2 separate regions of the Mus musculus genome follow, and region 1 is linked to region 2. A link is a contact called in public HiChIP or PLAC-seq data. All regions are on one chromosome and are shown on one strand. The core of a region is the stretch at or near the end of the contact, and the rest is flanking DNA. Distances in the headings are between cores, read along the strand shown. Region 1 has its middle 16 kb from the start of Gm40607. Region 2 overlaps Gm33104 (predicted gene, 33104).

Evidence for each region. HiChIP or PLAC-seq counts read pairs in DNA pulled down with a chosen protein or histone mark.
Region 1: a contact with region 2 is called in a BATF HiChIP or PLAC-seq map of CD8 T cells, with 7 read pairs. The contact joins two enhancer-like sites. A contact is called at or near these places in 1 of 15 datasets of contacts at CTCF or cohesin (large pre-B cells), 26 of 484 Hi-C or Micro-C datasets (the 63-12 cell line, B cells, the C10 cell line and 19 more), 8 of 115 datasets of contacts at active chromatin or transcription factors (the 230-238 cell line, CD8 T cells, Th17 cells and 4 more) and 1 of 9 other capture datasets (embryonic stem cells).

What each region holds. Positions count from the first base shown.
Region 1 is chr10:19,224,521-19,231,397 of GRCm38.p6, reverse strand. No RefSeq gene overlaps it. Among named protein-coding and RNA genes, the nearest start is that of Gm40607, 16 kb to the left of the region's middle. Within about 2 kb of position 4,452, at least 8 of the 459 cell types and tissues checked have an H3K27ac peak or open chromatin away from gene starts, as enhancers often do. A contact at or near this core is called in CD8 T cells and Th17 cells, where this site is marked.
Region 2 is chr10:19,494,138-19,501,078 of GRCm38.p6, reverse strand. All of the region lies in intron 2 of Gm33104 (predicted gene, 33104), which reads right to left. Among named protein-coding and RNA genes, the nearest start is that of Gm33104, 11 kb to the right of the region's middle. Within about 2 kb of position 2,753, at least 34 of the 459 cell types and tissues checked have an H3K27ac peak or open chromatin away from gene starts, as enhancers often do. A contact at or near this core is called in CD8 T cells and Th17 cells, where this site is marked.

The sequences.
Region 1 (6,877 bases), core at 3,203-5,702, 270 kb after region 2:
GAGAAGCTTTGTTTTGTAGTAGATGGTGATTAACATAGAGACCCACAGGCAGAGAGGTGGCTCAGTGGTTAAGAGCGATGTTCTTCAAGAGGTCCTGAGTTCAATTCCCAGCAACCACACATGGTGGTTCACAATGATCTGTAATGAGAGCTGATGCCCTCTTCTGGTGTTTGAAGACAGTGACAGTGTACTCATATAGATGAAATAGATAAATCTTTAAAAATAAACATAGAGACCCACAACTCCTCATGAAGCCACAGAGCACTCACCCCACATGTATTAGCCCATCCTTTTCTCGAGGCTCATGAATCACCTCAGGAGATGGGGTAGAAGACTATAAGAGCCAGTGGTGGTGACCTACAGTTTTGTTTTGTTTTTTTTTGTTTTGTTTTGTTTTGTTTTGTTTTGTTTTAACACAACAGGGAAGTTGCACATATGAACTCACAGCAGTTACAAAAGACAAAGTTCCAACATGGAGTGGAGAGGGAGGCACAACATCTCATCCCTAGAGCTAAGGAGCTATTGATAATTGACAGCTTCTGCAAAAGGGAGCATAAGTTTTCTCTAACGGTGTGGCCTCCACTAGGTCTTGCATCACTGGATGGCCATACTCTTAAGAGTATATAGTCAACACCAGTGGACTGGATACATTTAAGAAAAATGACAAAAAGTTGAGTCACTGTGAACTGCAGAGTGAACCTGGAAGGGACTGTGGAGGTTGATGAATAGAATCAAACTATAATGTGTGAAATCATCAAAGAAATAATAAAAATATTTTTAAAATTATAAGGTACATATATTTAGTTTTGTCATTAAAGTTAAAATATGAAAGTATACTGAAATAGATAAAAGTACACTAATGAGGTAAATATTGTGATTGTTTGAAAGAGAATTCCCCTCATTGGCTCATATGTTTGAATGCTTATTCCCCGGTTTGAGGAACTGTTTGGGAAGGATTAGGAGGTGTGCTCTTGTTTGAGGAGATGCATTACTGGGAAGGTCTTTGAGGTTTCAAAAGTCCATACCATTTTCAGCTAGCTCTCTCTATTTCATGGTTGTATCTCAAGGTGTGAGCTCTCAGTTACTATTTGGGCACCATGCCTGCCTGCCTGCTGCCATGCTCACTGCCATGATAGTCATGGACTCACCTGTTATGTGTAATTTTAAAACCACACTTCTGCCTTTCCTGGGAGCTTGGCCTTCACTCTGACCCGTTCCAGCTCCCTTTGTTCCAATGCAATCACAATCATCCCCCAACCCGGAAAAGGCAGGAGCTGTTGTCCATGTCCCACAGGCTTCCTTTGGCTTCTCTTTTGCACCAGGTGGCTATCTTTGCCAAACCACCAGCTACTGCCTTTTCCGGGGAGCTATGTTACCAGCCCCACCAGAGACCTTTGAATCTGAGGATAAAACACACATACTTAGCCTTATTGTTTTAGAATTTGTCTACTAGCACAATTGCTGGGCCCTGAATCTCCTGACCTAATCTTATCAGTTATCAGCTGGCTCCTGCCAACCCCCTCAGACCCCACCCACGTTGGAGGCTTAAGGCCCTAGGTGCCCCTGAGGCCTAACATGACTGCTGCTTTCTTTTCCTTTCAGTGCATGGCTTCAAAAGCCCTCTCTTTTACCTTGGGTCCCCCCCGCCCCCACCTTTTTTTTTTAACTCTTGGGACCTGGAAGGCATATCTTTACCCTTTGTCCAGCAATTGGCTTCTACCTTCATTATTAATCAAATCAAGAACCAATTAAGGATTCAGATTTTACTATCAGCTCCTCCCCCTATACTCACCCTCTGAACTGTAAGTCCCAACAAACTCTTTTTTTTTCTATAAGTTAGAATAAAGTCTTATCACAGCAATAGAAAAGCAGCTAAGACAGATATGCTTGTTCATTTTCATATGAAGTATTAAATCTGAGGTGAATGTTTGATAATGCAGGGTGTAGAGAGTTTTCAAAATTCCCCAGTGTTTATCAATATTTTATTTTATAATTATCAATGCTGAGAATATGTCTTTGCATAAATAAACAATACAAAATGGCAGAAATATGTTTAGGACTATGTAGGGCTCCAGGGACCATGTTGCCTGACAGACTGGCAAGGTTGAGTGAGGGTTTCCCTAACGACCCTGGATTTATTATATGCTTGATTTAGAATTACTTGTTGGTCATTAAGCACTCAAAATTGTTCCCAGTTTTTTGCAATTTCCACATCCAGTTACACAAATCCATGGAAAATCATGAACCAAGGTGTAAGAAGCTAAATTTGTAGAGACCTCTCAGGGGAATTTAAGGAATGTTTCAAAGGCTGGCTAATTTCTTACCATTGAGCTTATAAAAGTTTGTACTTTTTCTATAAATGTATTTTGCCAGCATGTGTGCATTTTATCTTCTTTAAAAGATGTTGAAGATGAAAAAAGGGAGAAATAAAAACAAATGCAAAAACAAGCAATGTTTCTATAAGCTGAACATGAATATATTCCTGTCATCAAGCAATTCCACTTCCAAGTATTTCTGCAGCAAAAGTGGATGTGTATGATTGTGGGAAGGGAAGTAGATGCGCAGTAGAGTTATTTGTAATGGACCCAAACTAGAAGTTACCATGTCATAGCAACAGTAGAGAGAAAGCAATTCAGAATACTCATCACATGGAAGGTAACCCAGCAGCAGCAGCAGCAGCAACAGCAACAGCAACAGCAATAACAAAATGGCACACCAATACCTACATCAACATGAATGAATCTCATAAAGATGTTGTTGAAAAAAGTCGCCAAGAGACTGCATGTGAACTTCGTGAATCTGAGTATGCAAAACACACAAACAAGTTAAACAGATGTCTGTTTGGAGACGCTTGAGAGTAGGATTGAGTTCAGAAAGCACACGGAGGTTCTTTTTTGGGAGGTATGGTATAATCAAATGATATATCAGTTGATGAACTTCTGTTGAGCAATATCTTTATAAATATGCACTTTCCATGTATGCCTTCTACTTCAGTAACTTTTGTTGAACTTTACAAAAGAATGCCTGATCCCTCAATCCAAGATTAAACTACCTGGAAAAGTGTCATGGCTCACTTAGCAGACCCCAGAGTAGGAGAGCAAAATGGAACTTATTCCTTCTTTAGGTGACCACATGGGACCTTAAAAAAAAAATAGGGAAAGGAGACCTGTGAGAATCCATTCCAGATAGTATGGCATGGTATGGCAAATAGATAGGAGCAAATATAGGTGAGTATGGTGTCAAGAGCATGTGGCTTAGACCTGATCGTACATCCAAGAAGGGTTTCTGTTGACTGTGGTCTACAAACTTTCCTTCTTGTATTTGTGGAGTGGAGCTGGCTAGTCATCAGAAGTTACCTGTCTGGGACTTTGTGCTTACCATCCCTAATTCCTCTGTGGTCTCCTCAATAATTTAGCTTACAGAGTGAACCTGAAATGGCCCACTCTTCCAAAATTGTTGGAGTTGGCTGTTGGTAAGAGAGAGTCATAAAAAGTAGTGGTGTTGACGTGATTTTCTTTTTTTTTTTTTTTTCAGGCCATAATGGGATACAATGCGATTTTTAATGCCGCTTCTAATAGATTGAAAAGAGAAACAATACTTAAAGGCTCCTTGGCATACCTCCATTTTTCTTTCTTCTTTTTTTTTCTTTTTTTTTTAATTAGGTATTTTCCTCATTTACATTTCCAATGCTATCCCAAAAGTCCCCCATACCCTCCCCCCCTCCCCCACTCTCCTACCCACCCACTCCCACTTTTTGGCCCTGGCGTTCTCCTGTACTGGGGCATATAAAGTTTGCAAGTCCAATGGGCCTCTCTTTCCAGTGATGGCCAACTAGGCCATCTTTTGATACATATGCAGCTAGAGACACGAGCTCCGGGGAACTGGTTAGTTCATAACGTTGTTCCACCTATAGGGTTGCAGATCCCTTTAACTCATTGGGTACTTTCTCTAGCTCCTCCATTGGGGGCCCTGTGATCTATCCAATAGCTGACTGTGAGCATCCACTTTTGTGTTTGCTAGGCCCCAGCATAGTCTCACAAGAGACAGCTATATCAGGGTCCTTTCAGCAAAATCTTGCTAGTGTATGCAATGGTGTCAGCGTTTGGAAGCTGATTATGGGATGGATCCCTGGATATGGCAGTCTCTAGATGGTCCATCCTTTTGTCTCAGAAACTCTTCCTTGTAAAAATGAGAAGTCTTTTCCTGAGTTTGACAAACCACAGTGGCTTGTAAGTGTTTCCTCAGGCACTGTGGCCTGTAGTGTTTCTTCATGTTGCTCTGGGTTCCTGGAAGGCAGAGTCAATAATGTCAGCCTACCTGTCATTCTCTCCCATCATGCCATTGAGGAAGCCATGGTGGATTTTCAAGTCAGATTCTGGAGCACTGAAGAGACGACTGTCTTGTTCAGCTTAATTGAGAATTAGCTGAGACACCTACAAAGAACCATCAACATAAGAACAGAATCTATGGTGTGACTCATGACCCTGACCACTGTCTGGCTTTTGGAAAAACAAGAGGGTGACTATGTTGAGAAAGTTCTGAGAAGAGTGATTTCACTTGTAGCAAACTTTGAATTTACTGTAAGGTGGTCTTAGGACCTGTTCACAAAAGGAGAGAGATGAAGGAGATAACACATTTCCTCTTGGTGCTGGAATTTATATCTAAGGTTTTAGCTAGCTGTGTGTTCAGAGCTTTGGGCCAAAACTCCACTTAGCATACAATTATGAGCTTAAGGTGTCAGAAAGGCTACCGCCCAGAATGAGCTGAGACTTGAAAGGGATGCAAAACTAAATATTAGGAAAATATGAAGGGAAATTACAAGAGTGGGGTTTGAGTTTTGAGTAAGAAAAACAAGGAAGTGATTTGCCCATCCCTTGGGGCAGGTGATCTAATGTTGACAGATTCACAGACAAGCAGCGCATTCTCCTTCTTCAGCAGTCTCCGTAGACAGGGCTGCTTAGAGCAAGGCTAGTCCGTGGAAGCCAAGGCTTGTTGGGAATTTTTGAAAGAGATGAAATTTATCACGTGAAACTGATCAAAGATGGTCTGTTCTTTTGGTGTACAAGGCAAATTAGGACAAAAAAAAACCTTAGTTTTCATACCTGCCAAAAAGTAATTGTTGGTCAGAAGCATGGAAACGATCCAAAAAAAGGAAGCAGAGTACAATACATTGTGAGTTAGACTCTGCAAACTTAACAGATCAGAACTGTTAGAACTAGACAAAATTCCAGGACCATATCTTGAAAGGATGGTCACAATGTGGTGACATGGTGACCGCCGAGAGACGAGGTCATTTCTGGAGATAGAACTGGTTCATGAAAGTAGGTGTTCTGGACTGAGTTTGCCAGGTTGACTGAGAGGCTTATTGGGGGAACGGGAACTTTACAAAAGAAGAAGTGGTGTCCATCTTGATGGATATGCCCTACATGCTGGTGACAACATTGGGGTGGAGATCTCTAGTGATGGGACTCAATACTGAGGTTCTCTCCTCTTTTATATTTTTATGGCTGTCTGAATTCTATAATATATAGACTGTATCTGTGAGGGTTGATGAAAAGCTGACCTATATAAGCATGTGCATATACAGACAGGGATTTAGACTAATCATACAATAAGTGTACTAAAATTATTTTGACAGAGTAGGAAAATAGACCTACTAATCTACTCCAAAGCCTCAAATTACTTACTTATAGAATGAGATAATGTTATTATCTTTTCCATACGGTTGGTGTGGAAATCCAATAAAAGAATTGAATAAAAAGCACTCTACTTAACCCCAGGCTTAGCAGTTGCCTAGCACCCAGTGTCTGCTTTATTTGATACTGCTGCTAATACAATCACAGTCAGTAAATAGCACAAAATATCACAGCAAAAATAAAACAAAACAAGCTCCCAAAACCAAAAACCTAAAACCAAAAACATGCGGACAAATGGACTCCATGTGTACAGAATGAGGACTGTATAACTTGGGGGAAGTTGATAGGAAGAGTACGTAGCTGTCGGTCGATCATGAAGCACATATGAGCTCAGGTGCATCTGCCATTAAAATTCTGTGTCTGTCTTCAGTTGCTTTGGCAGAATTGTAGTGTCTAGAACAAGAGATGATGTAACTCCCCCTGTCTATTGATAGCTGTCTCCACACTGACGGTTCTGAGTTCAGAGGTAGGGAGCACACCTTCAGGTCACGTGGAGAGTTCAGATAATTGCCAGTGTTTCTAGAGCCCCATCCCGAATACTGACAGCAGAATTATGGCCACTTCTTTAAACAAAGGCTGACATGTTGGAGCTCTTTACAGAGATCTATGTAATTCTGTGATGATATTAAACACAAGACACTTAAGAGATTTTAAAATTTATTTATTTTGTCTGTATGTACTGTTTATGTCTGTGTATAAGTGTTTGTATTTGTCTATATATGCATGTATGTATGCATGTATGTATGTATGCATGCAGAATAGATAAGGTGGTAACCCAGGAAGCAAAATGAATTCAGAGTCCAGGTCACTATCTTTGTAATAACTTACTATCATGCCAATGACCCAGTGTAGCATGGTGTGTGTGTGTGTGTGTGTGTGTGTGTGTGTGTGTGTGTGTATGCACATATATATGTATCTGTGTGTGCATATATGTATATTTGTGTGCATGCATGCACATGTGCAGGTGACTATAAGTACATGTGGGAGGCTGTCTTAGTCAAGGTTTCTATTTTGCACAAACATCATGATCAAGTAGCAAGTTGGGGAGGAAAGGGTTTATTCGGCTTACACTTCCATACTGCTGTTCATCACCAAGGAAGTCAGGACTGGAACTCAAGCAGGTCAGGAAGCAGGAGCTGATGCAGAGGCCATGGAGGGATGTTCTTTACTGGCTTGCTTCT
Region 2 (6,941 bases), core at 1,504-4,003:
TCTAAAATAATGATAAGAGGTAAATACATAAACCTGTCACGTGGTTAGTCATTAATACTATATAATAACTGACTAGGACACACTTTTTTATGACTGGTAGTGCATTGTGCACTTTGATGCCTAACAGTGTCATTAGATTACAGACAATTCTTTATTCCATTATAATATTATGGGAACACTAGGATATACATGATTAATAAGTAGTCAAAACAGCACTGTGCAGCACATGACTGTATAGCAATAGATGGCTGTAGAAAAAATGTCTTGTGTCTGTATGAATGTGGCACCTGTCAATAAAAATCTTGTGGCTGATAGTTTAGGCAAGAAATAGGAGGTGGGACATCTGGGAAGCAGAAAGGATTCTGGGATAGTACCAAGTAGGAGATTTGCCCGGGAAGATGTGACCCAGATGGACTATGCATAGTACCTGAGCACAGGTGACCAACCATATGGCAAATGTAGATTAGAATAAATGGGTTATTTAAAGTTATGATCTAGCCGAAGAAGAGCCTAGCTACATGGCTAAGGTATTTGTAAATGTATCTTAAGCTGGGACTTATCTCTTGGATCATGGAGGTGGGATGAAGAAGCAGACTTAACTTCTACAGATGACCAGTGTACTCTGTGACAGGCAGGGCTTTATGACATCTTCACGCTATGAGCAGGCAAGTATGACTTGGAGGTATAAGTAAGCATCATTTGCTTGTGTGATGTGACCGCATTGTATGGCTTTGACTCCTAACAAGCCATGTGTCCCTGACTGCTCACACAAGGGCTCTTGGGCATGAATGTGCTGCATGCATACCAACTCTCTATTTCATGCCACAAATTGCTTTCTCTTTATCCATTAGTGTTTGCAGAAAGTTGGTTTTCAAAGAAGATTCCAGGAAAGGTATATTAGAATTCAGCCTACCTTATCTTGTTTGAAAGTAACCAAACTTCGAATATATGTGCTGTCAGGAAACAGTGGAGAGGTAAGGACAACAGACCACACTAGCCTCCAATTTGAGCTCTGTTACTTAATGATTATTTGAAGTTTGTAATGTTTTTGTCAAACATTGCTAAATACTTATTCATTTTAAAAATTATATTTAATTATGTATTCTCTCCTCCAGTCCCCCTCCCTCATCGTGTGTGTGTGTGTGTGTGTGTGTGTGTGTGTGTATTGGTTGAAGGACAGCATGTGAGAGTTGGTTCTCTCCCTCTACTGTGTGGGATCAAATTCAGGTCACCAAACTTGGCAGCAAGTGTCTTTCCCCATTGAGCGATCTTGGAATACATAAGCATACTTTCTATATCTGGAAAATTGTAGTAACAAAAACCTTTATCTTGAAGTATGTATGAAGGTGGAACAATAAATAGTGTCTTGTGTGTGCTTTGGGGAGGTATGCACACAGGTATGGACTGCATACCTGTGGAGGTCAACGGAGAATGTCTACTGTCCTCTATCACTCTCTACCTTATTTTTCCAATATAGGGACTTGTACTGATTCTGGAGCTAGGCTGTCAGCTAGCAAGCCCTGGTGACCCTCTGTCCCCATAGCACTAGGATTACAACCATGTGTTATGTCCCTGCCCAGCTTCTTATGTGGGTACTAAAGGACTGAACTCAGATTTCCTTGTTTTCCCAGAAAGTGGTCTTACCCACTGAGCCATCTTTCTCGCTCCCTACATGGAAGATTTGATTCACAAACATTCTAACCTTAGCTCTCTTTCCTCCCATCTGTTTTGTGTATATAAAGGCACTTGTGCGTTTTCCAGAATAGTAATCATTTAAACAGTTGAAATTAGATAAATAGCTGTAGACCAGTGTTTCAACCACTTAAAACATTTGTATGAGTGCTGTGGCATAATGGTGACCATGGTAAATCCTACAGGAATTCATGTCTGTAAAATGTATTGGTGCTAATGTGGGCTTGGAAGTCATCCATTCTGGGTTGAATTTCCTAACAAATCCCATTTGTTAAACTTGGGCTACCAAGAGCCAAGAACAGTATCCATTCCTAAGACTCCATGCAGAAGTGAGAGTGGACTAAACTTGACAAAAGCATTTGATGAGAATCATATCTTGCTAGTTTCGCTAAGGATCTCGGAGTGAAACTTTGATTTTGTAAGGTACTGTATTAGATAGATTGCTGTGACCGTGACCAAAAACCAAAGTACCATATTTGTAGGTAACATTCCCTGAATTCTGTTAGGTTTTATCACGTTCAATGGCGATTTAAGATAAATGGGAAAGGGCAATACCATAGAACAAGAGTATTCCTCACACTCTGTCAGTACAAGCTTGCTGAAGGATAGTTCCCAGCACCTTGAGGGTGTGGGCACACACAGATCACAGTTTCATTCTGAACTATCTTTTTGGGAATGCTTGTGCAGTGAGTAAGTACTCTTAAAAAATCTGGATAGCTTTGTTTTTCAGAACAGAAAGCTGGTTTGTTAATAGCCCAGCCTAATAAACTCTCTCTGAAACAAAGGCCGGACAATTTTCTTATAGCCCAATAAGATAAGTTGCATACTCTTACTCCTGAGATGACATGGCTAAGGTACCACCCTACTCTGTTTGTGGTATTCACAATGCTTCCTTTCATTACTTTCATGTGGCATGATGACCTACTGTACAAAGCACGCTCATGCTTGCCTGCTGTTCTTGGAGCAAGGATGTCTTGTCTCCAGCCCCAGGCTGTGTCTTTGCTCAGAAAGCTGGTGCCCTGAATTGCTTGCTTTCACACAGGGTGAAAACCTCAGATCTCTCCTAGACCTTGATAGGGAGGACGCTGAGCAAGAGTTTCCAAGCTGCGGCAAACTCATCATAGAGGCAGTGCCTCTAAGACATTTGGAGGTATCCAATGGTAATCCACGTTAAAAACAAAGTTCAAAGGAACTGGGGCTTTGTGAATCATGTGCTTGTGAAGGCAACACATGGTCCCCAGCCCCATTTCTGCTTCCTGTCTACCATGAGGTGAGCAGTCTCCATGGCCATTCCTTTACCACAGTCCAGAATCAATAGTGCCAAAGACTGTGCGCTGGAATCTCTGAGCCAAGGCAAATCCTTCTTTAATTCATTCTCTTGAGTGTTTTGGTTATAATGGCACAAATGTTAAGAACTGCATAACCTCAGAGAGTTTTATACAAATTAAATATATACATGATTGTGAATGGTGCCTAGCCCATAAGACACTATAAATAATGATTATTACCATGCACGCACATTTTTCATATCATAACTCTGAGGATAAGATTTAAAACAACCGTTATTAGATTTTTTTTCTTTCACTAAATAAAAATAAGTTGCTTGCAAATAACAGAAGTGTGGCATCTCCTGCAGGTAGTTACTGCTCTAAGTTTGTGAAGGATGTTGGGATAAACTAAGCAATAGCTGGTTCCTTAATTATCTTCTTTGACATATTTTTACCGAGGACTTGCTACAGGGTAACAATACTGTCCATCTTCTAGCTCAGAGAAGATTATGGCGTACTAATATGTGTCTAGCAAATATTGTAAGCTCTTCGTTCTTTATGAAGACTTAAAAAATTCCATGTTTATAGTTCAAGCAATGGCTTTCAAACTCTTGTTTATAAGCCTTTTGCCAAGTACCTTCTTGTTTGGATCATCACTTGTTTTTTCCTGGTTGAGCAAATTAAGAATCAGCATATTCTTATTTATTTTAGGATTTGAGTGGCCATGTTGAGTGATTTTATGTTTGTTTGGGGTTTTTTTTTGTGGTTTGTTTTGTTATTCCTATCTCTGTTTTGCAATATGACTTCCTCTCTAAGTTTTGGATGACAAATCTGTTTTCTAACAAAAATTTCTTTCCCTTTTGTATTATGCATAATATTGAATTTATGACTTTGTTCCAGATAAATGTTCAATAACTGATAAGTTATTTTGTGTATTTATAATATTTGCATTGATAGACCTTCCATCACAGACCTGGTAAGACAGTACTAATGACATATTATTTACCTGGATGTTTATTTATTCAATGTCTAACATTTTGAAAAATTTATTTATTTAGTGATGTTAGATTATACTTAAAAGATCTATCTATCTATCTATCTATCTATCTATCTATCTATCTATCTTTAATTTATTTGAGTCAGAATCTCTTATAGTCCAGACTGTCTTCAACTTGAAGTCAAGTTTGAACTTTTGATTCTCTTGCCTCTAGTGTCTAGGTTCTGAGGTTACAGGCATGTATAACATTGTCCAGTTAAGAACATAATTATTTAGATTTCACATAACTATAAAAGTAAGTCTACTATAACATTAAAGCATTAGGAAAATTATGTTTTATTTTGGGTTAGATCTAAAGTCACGTGTAGCTATTACTTATGTAAGCCAAAATCTACCAACTCAGCTTAAATGGCAAAGTTTAATTCTGGTATCCTAGGAGAAAAGCTTCAAGCATTAACTGTAATTTATATTTATAGGGAAAACACAGGAAATTTTCAACAATTTCTTGACGTTTTAATTACATAAAAGTGATTTTAACTAGTTGGTAAGTAACAGGACCATGTAGTTTTAAAAGTGCATCTTGTTTTCATTTGTGTTGATAGGGCTGGGGAGATGGATCAGTGGGTGTATTGGCTAGTTTTGTGTCAACTTGACACCGCTGGAGTTATCACAGAGAAAGGAGCTTCAGTTGGGGAAATGCCTCCATGAGATCCAGCTGCAAGGCATTTTCACAACTAGTGATCAAGGGGGAGGTCCCATTGTAGGTGGGACCATCTTTGGGTTCTATAAGAGAGCAAGCTGAGCAAGCCAGGGGAAGCAAGCCAGTAAGGAACATCCCTCCATGGCCTCAGCATCAGCTCCTGCTTCCTGACCTGCTTGCGTTCCAGTCCTGATTTCCCTGGTGATGAACAGCAATATGGAAGTGTAAGCTAAATAAACCCTTTCCTCCCTGATTTGCTTCGTGGTTATGATGTTTTGTCCAGGAATAGAAACCCTGACTAAGACAGTGGGTAATGTGCTTGCTGGCAAGCATGGAGACCTGAGTTAAGTCCCCGCTGAACATGTAACCGCTGACCAGGAACAACAACTGTGCACATTCGCATTCCCCCACCCCTGAAAGGGAAAAGTGAATGAGAGACAATCCTGGGGGCTTGCTGCCTAGTCAGTCTGGCTCAATAAATGAGCGCCATGTTCAATGACAGACCCTGTCTCAAAAAGTAAAATAGAAAACAGCAGAGGAAGACACCATAATACTCACCTCTGGCTGCCACATACATTCAGGTGCATACACAACACAGGTACATGCATGCAGGTTCATACATGGATACAGGTGCATGCATGCAGGGGCATACACCACACACCATACATGCACAAAGACGAATGTCTACCCACATATACTTCATAGACACATACAACATTGACCTGTGGAAAGAGATCACACATCGCCAACTTTTCTATAGATCCTATATGCCCTTCTATAACTTATGTGGTCAGCTTACCTTGTAATGTTCTGTGGTACTAACTGAGTCGGTCTTACTGTGGGGGGATGTTGAAAGCCACCCACTATTATTGCCTGTCTTCATAGATAGATGATGAAGCAAAGTCCCAGAGAAGCAAAATCAAGTTCAAGTCATTAAAGAAACTTTTCAAGCAGGGCGGTGGTGGCACACGCCTTTAATCCCAGCACTTGGGAGGTAGAAGCAGACAGATTTCTGAGTTTGAGGCCAGCCTGGTCTACAGAGTGAGTTCCAGGACAGCCAGGGTTATACAGAGAAATCCTGTCTTGAAAAAACGGAAGAAAGGAAAGAGAGAGGGGGGAAGAAAAGAAAGAAAGAGAGAGAGAGGAAGAAAGAAAGAAAGAAAGAAAGAAAGAGAAAGAAAGAGAGAGAGAAAGAAAGAAGGAAACCTTTCAAAATAAACTAATTATCAAAGTCATAAAGGGACAGGAGAAACAGGCAAAGGTCTCAGTCAGGAACTCTCTCTCTCCATAATTAATTTTGAAAATTCCATGTCTAATCTGGAACTAAATGTATCCTGTGGAAGAAAGTCCCCTGACTAGCATGGATAATGCTCCTTAATTCCCAGCAACCTTTCCCATCAGAAGTGGCATTCTTGAGTGCAGTAACCTCTTTTCATGCAGATTAGGCTTATTTCTACATGCTAGGTGGGTGCTTAACAGAGAGACGGAAGCTCCTTCAGTAATCACACACACTCAGCATTTGTTGAAGCATTTGTGCTCTCCTCTCCTGCACCGAGTTCTTCCTGTCCCTCTGAATGCCCTACGAGTTTAGTTTTGAAACCATCCCTATCTCCCGGTCCCACTGTCTGACCTTGAATTCTGGGCGTTTTTGTTCACTTGTCCATATCTTCACCTTTCTCTTTAGTCACTAACGTGTCTGTTTTCAGTTTCTCCGAAACTCCCAGATCTCTAAGTTTAAGGTCAGGCTCTAAACCACACCACTATCACCATGCTCTGAGTGAGCGCAGAGCAGATTCCTGGCATTAAGTAAGTCTAAGTCTCAGCTGTTTAAACAAACACATCCTGTTGCTTGCTGTGAAGGAAACCACCTTTCACTGACCCTTCAGCGAGGCTGGTTAACTTTAGAAATTTGGAGACTGTGAATCCAGCAGTGTGTTGCAGGTTCAGACCCTAATTAAACTTTATCTTGAGTCATCTTCAGACCTCCCGCTGATGTGGGGTTTTTTTGTTTTTTTGTTTGTTTGTCTTTTTTTGTTTTGTTTTTTTCTGTTCCTGTCTGTTTGTTTTGTTTTTTGTTTTTTGTTTTGTCTTCTTTTTGTTTTGTTTTTTCTGTTCCTGTCCTTGTGACTTCAAGGTAGAACCTTGAATGAATGAACTTACAGACTATTGGCTTCTACCAACCCAAAAGCTAGTAGCATCACTGGATAGCATCTAAGGTATTCCAAAAAGTCCACCTCTTTGTTGTAACCTGCTTATCAAATGTTTGCACTAATACATTTAAAAA